Linked DNA regions of Zea mays: all the other regions are linked to region 1. Evidence: chromatin contacts called from public Hi-C data. All regions are on one chromosome and are shown on one strand. Each heading gives the region's core, a stretch centred on a gene start, on an enhancer-like site or on the middle of the called end of the contact. The rest is flanking DNA. Distances are from core to core; before and after follow the strand shown. Region 1 holds the start of LOC100273551 (U3 snoRNP-associated protein-like EMB2271). Region 2 holds the start of LOC100382062. Region 3 holds the start of LOC100194142.

Region 1 (4,413 bases), core at 1,043-3,542:
GTTTCTAAAATAAGTTACATAAACTCAAACCTATAAAAAAAGATATATCAAAATATGGAGTGGTTGCTAAAGTCAGGCGTCAATAAAAACTGAATGCTCTCCATACAAATTATGGTACTTCATAGCAATTACTAACGTTTAAAACCAATAAATCTTCCCTTTTACTGTTAGCGTGACAAATCATTGCTGCTCCATCCAATTCAGCAACCTCAAACACCATGGAGTCCATTGCGCCATTGTGGTCTCAGAAACGACCTAATGCATGCAAGAGCCAATAACACAAGGGACGAGCACCCTCTGGTAGTGCTCCCATGGATCTTCAAATCCTAACACATATTTTGCACGATTCATGAGCCATCATCAGAAGAACGCAAACCACATGCATACAATAAATAACGTATTAACACACCCAAATTATGTTCAGTCCTTAGCACAAAAAACTAACACCCAAAACAACAGAGGAACAACACAATATTTTTTGCAATGTCAGAAGGATGAGCGATAGGTACATAGAAGCAGTAGAAGCATACTGAGTCTACACCGTGGTAAGGGAAAAACCATGTAGACAGGCGATGCTGAGCCATCGAATGAGTACCATAGGAAGCAAATCAGGGACCCCCACCCCTCGCCTCCCCCACTTTCAATGTTTCGTAGAGCAGGAAGGGAAAGGAAGAGGTGGGCATACCTGTTCGTTGCTGGAGAAGGACACGACGAAAACCTTGGCATCTGGAGGCGACATAGGTAGTATACCGCTAGATATATATAGTGAGAGAGCACACAAGCGGAAAAAGAAGCCCAACCGGAGCAACTCCAAACCGAGAGGCACCCGCACCAGGCGTCAATCCAAGAAGGGCAAGAGAATGTGAGTGCCTTTCCAGCCCTGGACCCGCCGAGGCGACACAACACCACCACCACTCTATCATATGTCGACTGCTGCCGCGCTACGGACCTTGGTTGTCTAATATCTCAGACTTGGACTCCTCACCGCCAAGATAAACTAAGCGTGGCAGGCGCCACCGCATCCTCCTCGACGGCACACACGGAGAAAGGCTGGGAGCAAGATCGACTCGCCCGTACCCGTGTCAACAAGTGTCGGTCGGCTCGTGGCTGCGACCATGGGCGGGGGCAGTAGGCTGGGGAGGAAGAACAAAGCGAAGGCCGGGAAGACGAATGGGACGTCCGACGACGGGCAAAAATGATGGTGCACGAATGCTGTGAAACGTCCTCGTGGACGCGCAATAGCCACTACGCGGGCCGGTGTTGGAACTGGTGTCGGACGAAAATAGGGAGGAGGCGCCTGCTCCCATGCCCTCTGCCGAGAATGGGGTAGCACGGAGGCAGAGGCATGAGGGGAGAGAGAAAAGAAGCAGAATGACGAACGAGATGATGACAACTGAGGCAAAAATCATCGTTATCGTGCAGAGGTATAAATGATCAAATGGGTTGTGTCTGACAGACTGACCCTGGGCACGACCCATTTAATAGTGCCTGGACCAGCCCGGCACGAGCGTCGTGCCGTGCTTGGGCCGTAGCCTCGGTCCATAGTGCTGGGCCGACCCGACACGATTATATATTTTTATTTATAAAAAATCGTATATACATATGTACAATTTATATTCAATATTAAAAACATATAAGCATGATGTTCTACTGGTTAAACGTCTTCACTCAATGTCTCCTGCCCTCCTTCCATCAGGGCGTTGGTTCGAACCCCACATCCTGCATAACGAGTCGACCCGGCACGGTCAGCAGGCCGCCGTGACGTGCCTGGGTCGAAGCTGTGGGCGTCGGGCTTAGCGGGCCCGTGCCGAGCCGCCCGTTTGGCCATCTATACGCGGAGGTGTGGTTTGTGACGTGGATGTTGGTTGCGTAGAGGGGACAGACGTGCAACGGGTTAATTTAAAATAGAAGTAAGTGATTATTTGTAAAAAGATGACGCAGAACGACTATTGAAACTGATGTTTTAATATAGTAGAGATAGAGACAGAGATATATAATTTTTTAATAAACATAAATATAGGGCCGCCCGAAAACCTAATTGCAGCATTTGATTCATTTCGCATAGGCCGTCGCCATGTTTGGCACAACTGCTACTTGTTGAAAAAGCAGCTTATCTGATAAGTTGGTGAAAATCATCTTCTGCTTGTTGACTGCTTAATGTATTCTGAGAAGCAGCTAAACTGATAAGCTACTGAAGCTGTCTGTTTGGTAGAACTTCTGCTTATATTTGTGAATAAGCTGAAAATAAGTTGCGACAAAGATGGCCGCGTTTTCGGTCACTCCGCTACTGTAGTACTGTCTTAAACCCTCGTCTTTCCGCCGCCCGTCGCTTCGTTCCTCGCTTCCCCCCACAGGCCCACACTCTCGCCGTCTCGCGCGCATCACGGCGGCGGCGAAGCACCGCGTGGCCCTCCACCTAAGTCCTAGCCCAAGCGTAAGCGATCGCTCTCCCCATCAGCCACTATGGCGCCACGCCCCCGCAAGCGGGCCTCGCGCCCCAAGCCCCGCCCGGGCTCCCGACGTGGCGGCGGCGGAGGGGACGACGATCCCTTCTTCGAGTCCGAGCCCAAGCGCCGCCGTGGAGGCCGTGACGAGGACATCGAGAGCGAGGACAGCGACGACGATGGCGTGGCTGCGTTTGGGGGCGGATTTGATGAGGATGGGGACGAGCGCGGTAGGGAGGAGGAGGACGAGGAGACGGTGGGGGAGAAGAAGATGCGGATGACGAAGGAGTGGCTGAAGAAGGTCACTGAGGTCGCTAAGAGGGGGCAGGAGGATGACGACGAGGACGAGTCGGGAGGGAGACGGGTGGCGGAGATCCTGCAGAGAAAGCAGCTTGAGGAGAGCGGCAGGAAGCGGAGGGAGATTGCTGCGAGGTTAGAAACAAATTACCCTCCAGTTATCTCCAGAATGGTAGTTTGTCAGATGTATCTGTTTATGTGCGAGTTTAGTATATTTACCTGCTCCACTACCATTGAGTAATTCATTTGGGGTTTGCAAGTAACCACAGCTCGTAATTTCACAAATGGAGGAACATAACCTCTTTTGGTTCAGGGTAGTGATTGGAGTGGAGCTCTTTAGCTACTGGTTAATTCCTTTTGAAGCAAATTACATTGCAACCCTGCCATTGGGGTTGGGAAAGGGGGCTACAAGTCAGTGCTAAGAATAGGAGCACCATTTGTGTCCCAGGGATTAATTATATGAAAATGCTGGTCTCTAGTTTGGACTATATTAAACACAACTATACATCAGGCGACGGAAATTTGTGAAATTTCAGGTGATGGCACAACAAGGCACATCAATTTCGAGCAGTGGCTGGTAGGGGTTAGACTTTTGGGTTTTCAGGCTACTGGGTGATTCTGGCTTAAAAAGGGGCAGATGGATCGTTGAGGCAGGGTGCTGCCAGCCAAGAACATAGAGGGGGAGGGAGGGAGGCTTTGGTTTCATGTTTGATTCGAATCAGACAGTTCCTACACATCCCCTGAGAAGTGAAAAACTAGGTGCGTGTATTGTAGCAGGTCCCTGCTGATCTATAGAACGAGGGGCAACTTCAATACTTTGAGGAATACTGAAATATTACCAGGAAACCATAGAGTAGTAACCTCATCTCCCACCTAGATGCTAATGTTTTTGCACGATGTATTTGTTTTTAATGCTTGAAACTGCCCCCAAACGTAAGTTTTTCGTTGCATTATTTACAAAATGAGCAATTTAGTTAGCATGAACATGTTTGCATAATGGGGACTAAGGTTCATTGCCACCCCTTTCTTTGGTGCTGTTGGTTGCATTGCGTCATATTTTAGTCCAGGTGGGATCTGTTTAGCTAGTCTACATAACTCTGTTAAAACTTGAAATATGGCCAAAAGGAATCATATATGGTCTCCAGGCAGGGAACGGAGACCATGTATGATTCATATATTGAAGTGGAAGGTGCTGAAGTCAGTATTGAATCAATTATCTGAGATGCAATTATGGTTTTCAAGTCGGACGACTTGCTGGTCGTTCTGGCTGACCAACGTGGGCAATTAATCACGATTAGTCGGACGATTTGGGCAATTAATCACGACTGGTCCATAACGACTTGGACGATTAATCACGACTAATCACGATTAATCGGATGACTTGAAAACAATGGATGTAATATGGTTATGGTCTCCAGTGTCATAACAGTGATGTCCTTATTAATAAAATGTCATGTCATAACAATTGAATCTTTTATGCATTCTACAAGCTTTCACTAAACAGCCTTATTAAAAGAATGCCATGTCTATTTAAGTTCAACATTGACACTGAAATTCTATTTGTACAGCTGACCATAAAAACTGTGTCTGGACTAGTGCAAATTACTAAACTTTGTGAAATTGTTGCAGGGTATTACCACCGGGCCCTCAGGATGGCTTTAAGGTTCTTGTG
Region 2 (4,413 bases), core at 1,183-3,682, 240 kb before region 1:
GACGATTAAATTAAAGAAAGTAAACGTACTTACTAACATGGAGATAGAGGAGAATGATTGTATATGTCAAATGGCATCTCTGTCCCGTGTCCCCCGTTTAAACATCATACAACGGGCACATAGCTTCCTACATTCGATATACAGTACTCTAGCCATTCCAAATTATTTCGATATACAGTTAGGGGTAGTAATGGATTACGATTTAAATGATTCTTCATAATAAGTTAGGGCTCTTAATTAATTATAGTTCAAAAATAAATAGAAATAGATCTCGATTCTAATCCAATTTGATTTTAAATTTTATAGTGTAAAAATCTATATTACATTAACACCCCTATATACGGTACTCTATCCAATTCGATTCTCAAAGCATATCAAGTTAATCAAAATTATAAAAGTAACTATAAAAATCTACAACATCAAATAGATATACTATAAATATAATTGATATAGAATCTAACAATACTTATTTAGTATCATATATTATTCTATCATAGAAATTTAGTCAAACTTAAGATATTTTAACTGTTAAAAAAATAAAATTTAAGTGTATTTTTTTTTGTTATCGCATATTAAATTGAATCATATACATAGATAAAAATTATTAGTTTTATAAGGTTACATAAGTATAGTATAAAAACATATCTTAATCTAAAGATACTTATCTAGTGTCGATTTTTTATTTATACTAGTTAGTTGATGTTAAGATATTTTAATCTGTTAGAGTTTTTTTAAAATTTATTTTATATATCATCATTTAGAGAGTTATCTGGATTAAAAAATCCCGTTTTATGTAGCTTTGCAGTCCCCGTGATTTGTTTTTTCTAGAGAAATTCCGTAATAAACGATGGCTATAGCATCTAAACCTCTATTCCTGACCAGCAGAAAACGGAGTTGCGGACGGAGGACGGGAGGAGTAGGTTACTTGTATCTATAGCCGGTGCAGCTTTTTGCTGCTTCCCGCTGATGGTCCCGTTTCTCTCTCTTTGCTGCTGGTGTTGTGTTGGTTTGTGCTTTGCAGGCTGTACCTGTACTGTACCCTGCAGCGCCGGCCTCAACCGATCACAGAACAGGGAAAAAGAAAATACTTAGCCACATCATTATTTCCTCATATTTTCCGGGAAATATGGGCTGTAAATGTTTATATGCTTTTCTTTTTTATTATTATTACAGCTCTTTGAAGCAGCAACCAAGAGCACAGGGGCACGCACAGTCACAGCCTCACAGGGCAGGGCGCAGACAGACACAGAACGGCAAAGTCCAGGACAAGACGCACTTTCCAGCTCCTTTGTGGCTTTGTCCACGACGGTCGACGGGAACCACCTGAAACCTGATTTGGTGATCCACCAGGGATCACGGAGGACCGGGAGAGCGTGTCGAGGGGAAAATTAGTTTAATTTTTTTTGTTAATCTCTTCTAATATCTGTGATCACTCTGTCACCAAATAAACCGAATCGAGAATTTTTTTTTAAAAAAAACCGTCCCACAACGGGACAGTCGATGAAGCGGTGGGCAATCCTGAAACCCACACCGTAACCCCATCTGCACTGCACTGCAGCGTACTGTAGTAGTAAACAAAAGCCTGCGAATCTCTGTGCGCGCGGCCCCATATCTCCAGAACTTGTATTAATGCGCCTCAATTACTCCACCCTCCTTCCGCTCACGCGACTGCGTCCACGGTCCAACACGCATCTCATCGGCCGTTTGCGTAAACTGAAAGTGTGTGTTTCTCCTCCATCTTCTCTTCCGTCCGGAGGCGATTTTGCAGGCTTGTTTCCCGTTCCTTCTCTACCGCGTTTGGGCTTGCGGTCCTTTTGCACTTTTCTGCTCTACGGCAGGACTAGCAGCATCCTGTTGACCTGGCCGACTACTGACAGATCAGATCAGATCAGCCTCAGGCTCCTCAGACGGACGGCGTTGTCTTCTTCCCCACCCCGCAGCCTTTTTTGCTTGCAGCTTACTAGTATAATTATTATGGCGTCCTCTGTCTCTGCGTGACCGTGTCCCTGTTGGCCTGTTCTCCCCACCCCCAAACGAATCCTCCTCCCCCACGGAAACAGAGAGAGGACGACGATTCTTCTTAATGATCCTACTAGTTAAGAGCACTCAAATCCTCCACATGTAGACGAGGGACGGTGAAGACATAATAGTAGAACCTGCCCCACCTGCCTCCGTCGTCAAGTCGAAGGAGACGAGCCGCGCCGCTCCTGCTACTCCCACTCTCCCCAGCCCCCACTGCCTGTGCCTCTGTCTGCAACAGCAACCCACATCCACCTCCTCCTCCTCTGGTCCTCTCCCCTCCCGCGCTCCCGCACTCCTCTGTGCTGTTCTGTGACCACCCGGGCATTAACTGCCCGCATTGGTGGTTTCCTGGGGCGGGGTGGTTGGATTAGGTCGCTTTGCTGCTGCCCGCCCGAAAGCAGGGTTGCAAAGCCCACCTCCGCCCTTTCGGGCAGAAAGAGCCAGAGAGAGAGAGAGAGAGGTCGGGGCCGGGGAGCACACACCCATCACCCATGGCCTGACTGACCTCCGGACTCTCCCTGCTTCCGTCCACGCCGCGGGCCGCCCAGCTGACTGCTCCTGCCCTCCGCCATGGCGTCCGTCAAGCTCGGCTCCAAGCCTGACGCCTTCAAGCGGCAAGGCCAGGCATGGTAAGTTCTCTCTCTCTCTCTCTCCAGTGCTTTCCTTACCATCTTCCCGAGTTTCCTTGCGGGCGGGTTTTCCTGGACGGGTTAACCGGGCCTCCGTTACCCTGCTCTGCTGCTTCCTCCGCGCTCCTCCTACCTGCTGCTGCTGATGCCTCGGAATTCGGGGGGTTCCGGATGGGTTTACTGTTCCTGCTCAAATCCGTGTGGATTTTGCACGGCCACGTCCCGAAAATGCCACAGGTCAGCTGGTTCGGAGACCGTACCGCACGACGCCGTCGCCGCGGCTCCTCCTGGGGTGCATTTGTTGCGCGTCCTGAACCTACCGTGACGAGGGCATTCTCAGGCCTTGCAGTTTTGCAAGGCTGCTGCCCGTCCGTTCAGTTCTTCTGTAGTATAGTAGTTATGTATCTTTGTGTGTGTGTGTGCATCCCGAGTTTTCTCTGCTGTCGTATTACCTTTCAGTTTTCCTAGTAAATTATTGGGCTTGCTTGTCCTGTTCCCACTCTTCTAATCTTCTGCTCGCGCCCAAGCATGGAACCAGAACTCTGGGAGCAATGGGTATTTCTTCTTCTTTTTTTCAAATTGCTGGTTGCATTTGGTAGTAGGGTACAACACCGTACACGTGGGCCTCTCTGGTTAGGGGCACTTGGATCCAAGTCCTTGAGATTCGGTTCAAAATTTGAACTATCAACACACATAGGAGTGCGAACTATTCCCAGAGCATCAGCATCCTCCTTGTCAAACCGGGCCCTTTAAGTGTCTGCCAGAATTCAGAACTCAAAGTTTTGCCTGCATTGTGGGCTCCTGCAACTATGCTTTTGTTTTAATCTACATGTCTCATGTCCAACTGAGAAATACTCGTCTAGCGGCTGTTGGCAGCATTTGCTATTATCCTTTTACAAGCACAAGAAATAGGGTTCGTATATTTCGTGGCTAGCGGTTTTAGGTACCCTGCATGAGTGCCTTATTGTGCATACTAAATGCATTTAAGCGTGGTGGGTGCAGTTGATCACATGTTATATCGACAGAAATTCTTGTTAATTAGAGTTGACTGCTTCAGCCAATCGTTTATTGGGTGGGCCTCATGGATCCACATCACATCTAGTTGGCAGTGATATGTTATTGTTCCTAATAATGGATGCTGATGTAACTGTCATGTAATTATTTAGACATGAGTATTTTGGATTTGTTTTCGTTGTGCAAGTCAAAACCTTTACCTCATCAATCTCCTTCCAGCTGATTGCTCGTAACTATACCGATGTGCCTGTACAGGGATCATCGTGATTTTGTGCTCGTGGTAGTATACAACAAAAAGATGTGCTTTTATCTTAACGTCTGTTTGGTATATATTGTGTGTTTTTGTGAGAAATATATTGCAAAAATCTCTCTCTCTATATATATCTACACCTGACTCTGCAATATATAAGACATCGCTCGAATTGTTTATATGCAGGAATAGGATGTACAAATAATTCGAAATTGACATTAACCACTAGGTGGCCACCCATCATTGTTTTTTTACCATAAGGAGTCTCATTTTCCAGTTCTTACTTAATATACAAATTTATCTGAATTTCGATTGTTCTTCTGCTTGTGAACCTTTTAGGTTCTGCACAACAGGACTTCCTAGCGATGTCACCGTTGAGGTTGGGGATATGTCTTTCCACCTTCACAAGGTACTGTCCTTTTTTTTCTGTGGATGTCTATAAGCCATTAAGTATGCATTTACTGTTAATGAGTCCTACAATTGAAACTCTTTAGAGTT
Region 3 (4,413 bases), core at 674-3,173, 180 kb before region 1:
TTGGCCCGGCCACGCGTCACGCGTAGATTGCGCGGCCGACCGTTGGCTCGGCCGACCGTTGGCTCACCGGACAGTCCGGTGCACACCGGACAGTCCGGTGAATTTTAGCCGTACGCCACCGACGAAATCCCGAGAGCGGCCTTTTCACCAGAACCAGCCTGGCGCACCGGACACTGTGCGGTGCACCACCAGACAGTCCGGTGCTCCCAGACTGAACTGTCTTTGGCTGAACAAAGCCATCTCTTTTCCAAATTGATTTCTCCTGTTTCCAGTACTTAGACACAATACATTAGTCCTTAAAACAAAGTACTAAGTCTTAGAAACATACCTTGATGTTGATTTTCACTTTGTCCATCATTTGGCATAGATTAACACATGACTACTTGTGTTGGCACTCAATCACCAAAATACTTAGAAATGGCCCAAGGGCACATTTCCCTTTCATTAGGTCACTCACCGACTTCCATAATGTAGATGTAGGGCACCTTGAGCTAGCCCAAACTCTGGTCAAATAAATCTTTGCATCTCTCCATTGGTTTGACTCACACTTGTTCATATTGCATATGTATCTGTATTTCTACTTGTGCTACTTAGGTGTGGTGATTTGTATTTGCATGGACTGTGTAGAAGTGTTCACACATCTATATCATAGTCATCCATGAAATTGCATCGGCGTAGAAGAGGTGGGATGCTAAAAGCACATTTGTGCGCTGAACCTCGAAAGTTTCGAACAGGGGCCAACAGTTCTAACAAAGTAGCAAATCACATTTAGGAGCCATGCTTCAAAAGTAATGATTAGGGATCGAAACATTCGACAAAGGTGGCAAGGCCGCCATTACAACCCGACTTGGACAAGTTTGGGACCAAAGTTGGCTAGATTGGCTTCACACCTCGTCTAGGCTAGGTTTGAGTTAGTGTGTTGTGCTTTGTTTTTTTATATGTTGATATTTATGAAAACAATGTAGTGCATATTCACCACCTTATAAGCATTGAAGTTGTCCTTTTACTATTTGAAATGAAGGAAGTATAGCAATGATGGACTTTTCCTCCTGGCTCCTGCGAAGGTTAGGTGTTAAAGCGAGACCCTCGTAAAAGTGTACAACCAAGTCCTCTAGCTCTACCGATTGTTGACATTCCCAGATTGAATTTGGACCATCACAAGCATTTTCGAAAGCCTGCACAACCTCCAATGAATCATCTTCCAAAACAAATAACTATTTCCTAAACTTTAACATCGTTGAAGGCATCTTCACTGGAGTCTTAAGGGCTAATTTGGTAGAACTCATCTTGCTAATTCTTGAGCTTCGCTTCTTGATTCTCGATGAGGTAGCTCTGGTGAGCAGCGTGGGGGTTGAGAATCTATTATGAAGTGATTTGAATTGGAATTGAATGGGAGAGCAATTGGGAAATAGAGATGACTTTCTATAGCTCCTATATCTTAGGATTAATAAAGAAGTGATTTCCATCAATGAAATGGTTCAGTGTAACGAGCTGTTAAGTTGCTACATGTACACACCACACCCATGTACCTCATGTCACTTCATTGACAGCTTAAAACCCAGAGCTAGCTTTTCCATCGGGCGTTTTTTACTACCCCTCATATTTAAACCCTATCACGTATCAAATCCGTCTGAATACTCATTTAGAGAGTGTTTGGTTTGGAGAATTAATACATTCTAGATGAGGTAGTGTATCATGAGTTTATTCCACAAATTTGGTGGAATAAACTCAATCCTCGTATTATTACTAATTATAAGCCTATGAGAAATGAAATAGTGATACATCAACTCATTTCATTGCTTAAACCAAACAAAAAATGAGGAGTGAGAAGAAAATGATGTACCTAATTTCTCAAATCAAACGTTCCATTTTATCCTCTCCCTTTGGACTCCTATATAAACACACAACAGGAAGCAAGCCAACAAGAAGCCGGCAGAGACACACTGCACGCACACACAGACAGCCATGGCGGTCGGGGGCGATGCCAACGGCGGCGGCGGCGGGGTGCGTCAGCGCCAGCGCGGGTGTTCGTGCACCAAGGCGGACTTCTTCCCGGAGGAGTCGTTCTCGAGCTGGTCGGCGTACGGGCGGGCGCTGCGCAGCACGGGGCCCCGGCTGGCCGACCGCCTCACGTCGCGGTCGCTGGAGTCGACGGAGCTGCACGAGGTGCGCGCCCGCAGCGGCGCCGACATGAAGCGGGACCTCACGTGGTGGGACCTGGTGTGGTTCGGCGTCGGCGCCGTCATCGGCGCCGGGATCTTCGTGCTCACTGGCCAGGAGGCCAGGGAGGACGTCGGCCCCGCCGTCGTCGTCTCCTACGTCGTCTCCGGCGTCTCCGCCATGCTCTCCGTCTTCTGCTACACCGAGTTCGCCGTCGAGATCCCCGTCGCAGGTAAAACGCGCGCGCTGCACCGTACCTATCGCCATCATGCTTGCAAATTACATCACGCTGGAGAGTCAAGACTTGTACTTCTAAACAAAGCCCATGACGACGACATGATAATCAAACAATAGGTTGTCCAGCATTGCCTCTCGAGACAAAATAGCTCTTCGATCGACGTACTCGTATGATCCATTCCTCTCTGTTGATATGCCGAGTGATTCCTTTGCGTCTAGTGTTTGAAGCAAAAAAGAAGAAGAATCTATTAATTTTCCAAAAGATTCTTTCTCCCTGTTCATATCATCGTCATAAGAGATATGACAGCCTCCTTTTTAAAGAAATCCAAATCGGGAGCGGCTGGCCATGATTATTATTGTTGACCATATAAACTCTTTCCTTAGAAACAGTGAAATCCAAGGTAGGAATTAGGAAGGCTAAACCATTAACCATCTCCAAAGCTCGTAGGTTGAACCTCACCTCACCAATCAGATTCTATCTTGGGTCAATACAACAATGTCACTGCCATCACAGATTCACAGTGTGGCATGCACGTCAGCGTTTACTAGTCGTCTAAAGGTACTGACAAGTTGCTCGTTTTCTATCGTGGTTGATCAACGGTCAGCGAGCAGCGGTAGCTTTCTTTACTACAGTATATCTTCCTTTGTGTGTCCTGTCCGGAATTTCAAACTCGGACCGAGACTCACATGGGTAGATTTGATTTGAGTTGACATCTCCCTCATACAAACTCTTGCAAACAAAGCTAACGACGTTCTACTTTCAGAATTGGTGTATGAGTACGACACATGGGCACATGGCTCCTCTGGCCAACACCTTAATTCTTCCTTTCGATTTTTTCCCCCTTACTTCTTCACGAGTAAACAAAATTTGTGTGTGTTTAAGGTCTCTAGCGCCTGAGTTAGAGGTGTTTGAGTACACTAGATCTAATAGTTAAATGATTATAAAATTATTTGTGAAATTAGCTAGCTAGCTAATTATTAACTAGTTTGCTAAAAGTAGCTAATAGCTGAATTATTAGCTAAACTGTTTTTGATGCCTTGAGTTGATTTTAGCTCCTAACTACTTAGGAGTCAAGAGTTCGGACTTCACATCAGCAGGTCACAGTCTAACGAAACAAATCGATCAAATGGATGCTGATCGTTTGCCGAAAATTCTCTACTTTGACTAGGCAATGCGTTTCGCGTAGCAGAAAAGACTAGACAATTAACTTATATTTGGTTGACTTGACGGCTGCATCGTTCGTCAGTAGCCTCATGTACCCGTCCGGCTAGTTTACTTTGTCCCACAGAAAATGACATATGCATGCTTCGGCAGGCCCGCCTGCAACCTGCATATCGACCAGTTCTTCCTGCAACAAGTAGTCGTCCCTCCTTGTAGATTGATGCACAAACAAGTTCTTGTTTCTAGGGAAATAACTTAAGTGCTTTTTTATTAGGAAACCGTTTTTCATGATCTACTATTTGTTACTCCCTCTGTTTCTTTTTAGTTGTCGCTATATAATTCAATTTTGAATTGTCCAGCGACAATTAAAACGAAACAGAGGGAGTACAAAACAAAAGTTATCTCTTCCTACTCGTGATGAAAAAACAATAAAATAGCTTCAGCAAGCCTGTGTCTGAAAAAACCATGCAGTTACTAGCAAATGTAGCATGTGTTGCCTGTTGGATGCAACTAATCCGAGCTGGCAATGATTTTTGATTCCTCCGTTGGAGAAATGCAATGGAAATGGTGAAAACGAGTGCGCTGACGACGAATATGGCAGGTGGATCGTTCGCGTACTTGCGTGTGGAGCTCGGCGACTTCATGGCGTTCGTGGCGGCGGGCAACATCCTGCTGGAGTACTGCATCGGCGGCGCGGCCGTGGCGCGCGCCTGGACGTCCTACTTCGCCACGCTGCTGAACCACCAGCCCAGCGACTTCCGCATCCACGCGTCGTCGCTCTCCGCCGACTACTCGGAGCTGGACCCCATCGCCGTCGTCGTCATCGCGCTCGTCTGCATCTTCGCCGTGGCCAG

What was found. Hi-C and Micro-C count contacts between places; a contact is called where the count stands out from the background.
Region 2: a Hi-C map of leaf shows a contact between it and region 1, with 7 times the contacts expected there. The contact joins the promoter of LOC100382062 here to the promoter of LOC100273551 in region 1. A contact is called at or near these places in 6 of 25 Hi-C or Micro-C datasets (ear, endosperm, leaf and 1 more).
Region 3: a Hi-C map of leaf shows a contact between it and region 1, with 2.6 times the contacts expected there. The contact joins the promoter of LOC100194142 here to the promoter of LOC100273551 in region 1. A contact is called at or near these places in 2 of 25 Hi-C or Micro-C datasets (both in leaf).

The regions. Positions count from the first base shown.
Region 1 is chr1:257,789,721-257,794,133 of Zm-B73-REFERENCE-NAM-5.0, forward strand. LOC100273551 (U3 snoRNP-associated protein-like EMB2271) reads left to right here and starts at 2,293. Exons shown (of 7, transcript NM_001147969.1): 1 at 2,293-2,876; 2 at 4,371-4,413. The coding sequence starts at 2,464.
Region 2 is chr1:257,551,147-257,555,559 of Zm-B73-REFERENCE-NAM-5.0, forward strand. LOC100382062 reads left to right here and starts at 2,433. Exons shown (of 4, transcript NM_001174826.1): 1 at 2,433-2,651; 2 at 4,255-4,324. The coding sequence starts at 2,593.
Region 3 is chr1:257,606,688-257,611,100 of Zm-B73-REFERENCE-NAM-5.0, forward strand. It overlaps LOC100194142, which reads left to right and starts at 1,924. Exons shown (of 2, transcript NM_001353169.1): 1 at 1,924-2,392; 2 at 4,161-4,413. The coding sequence starts at 1,966.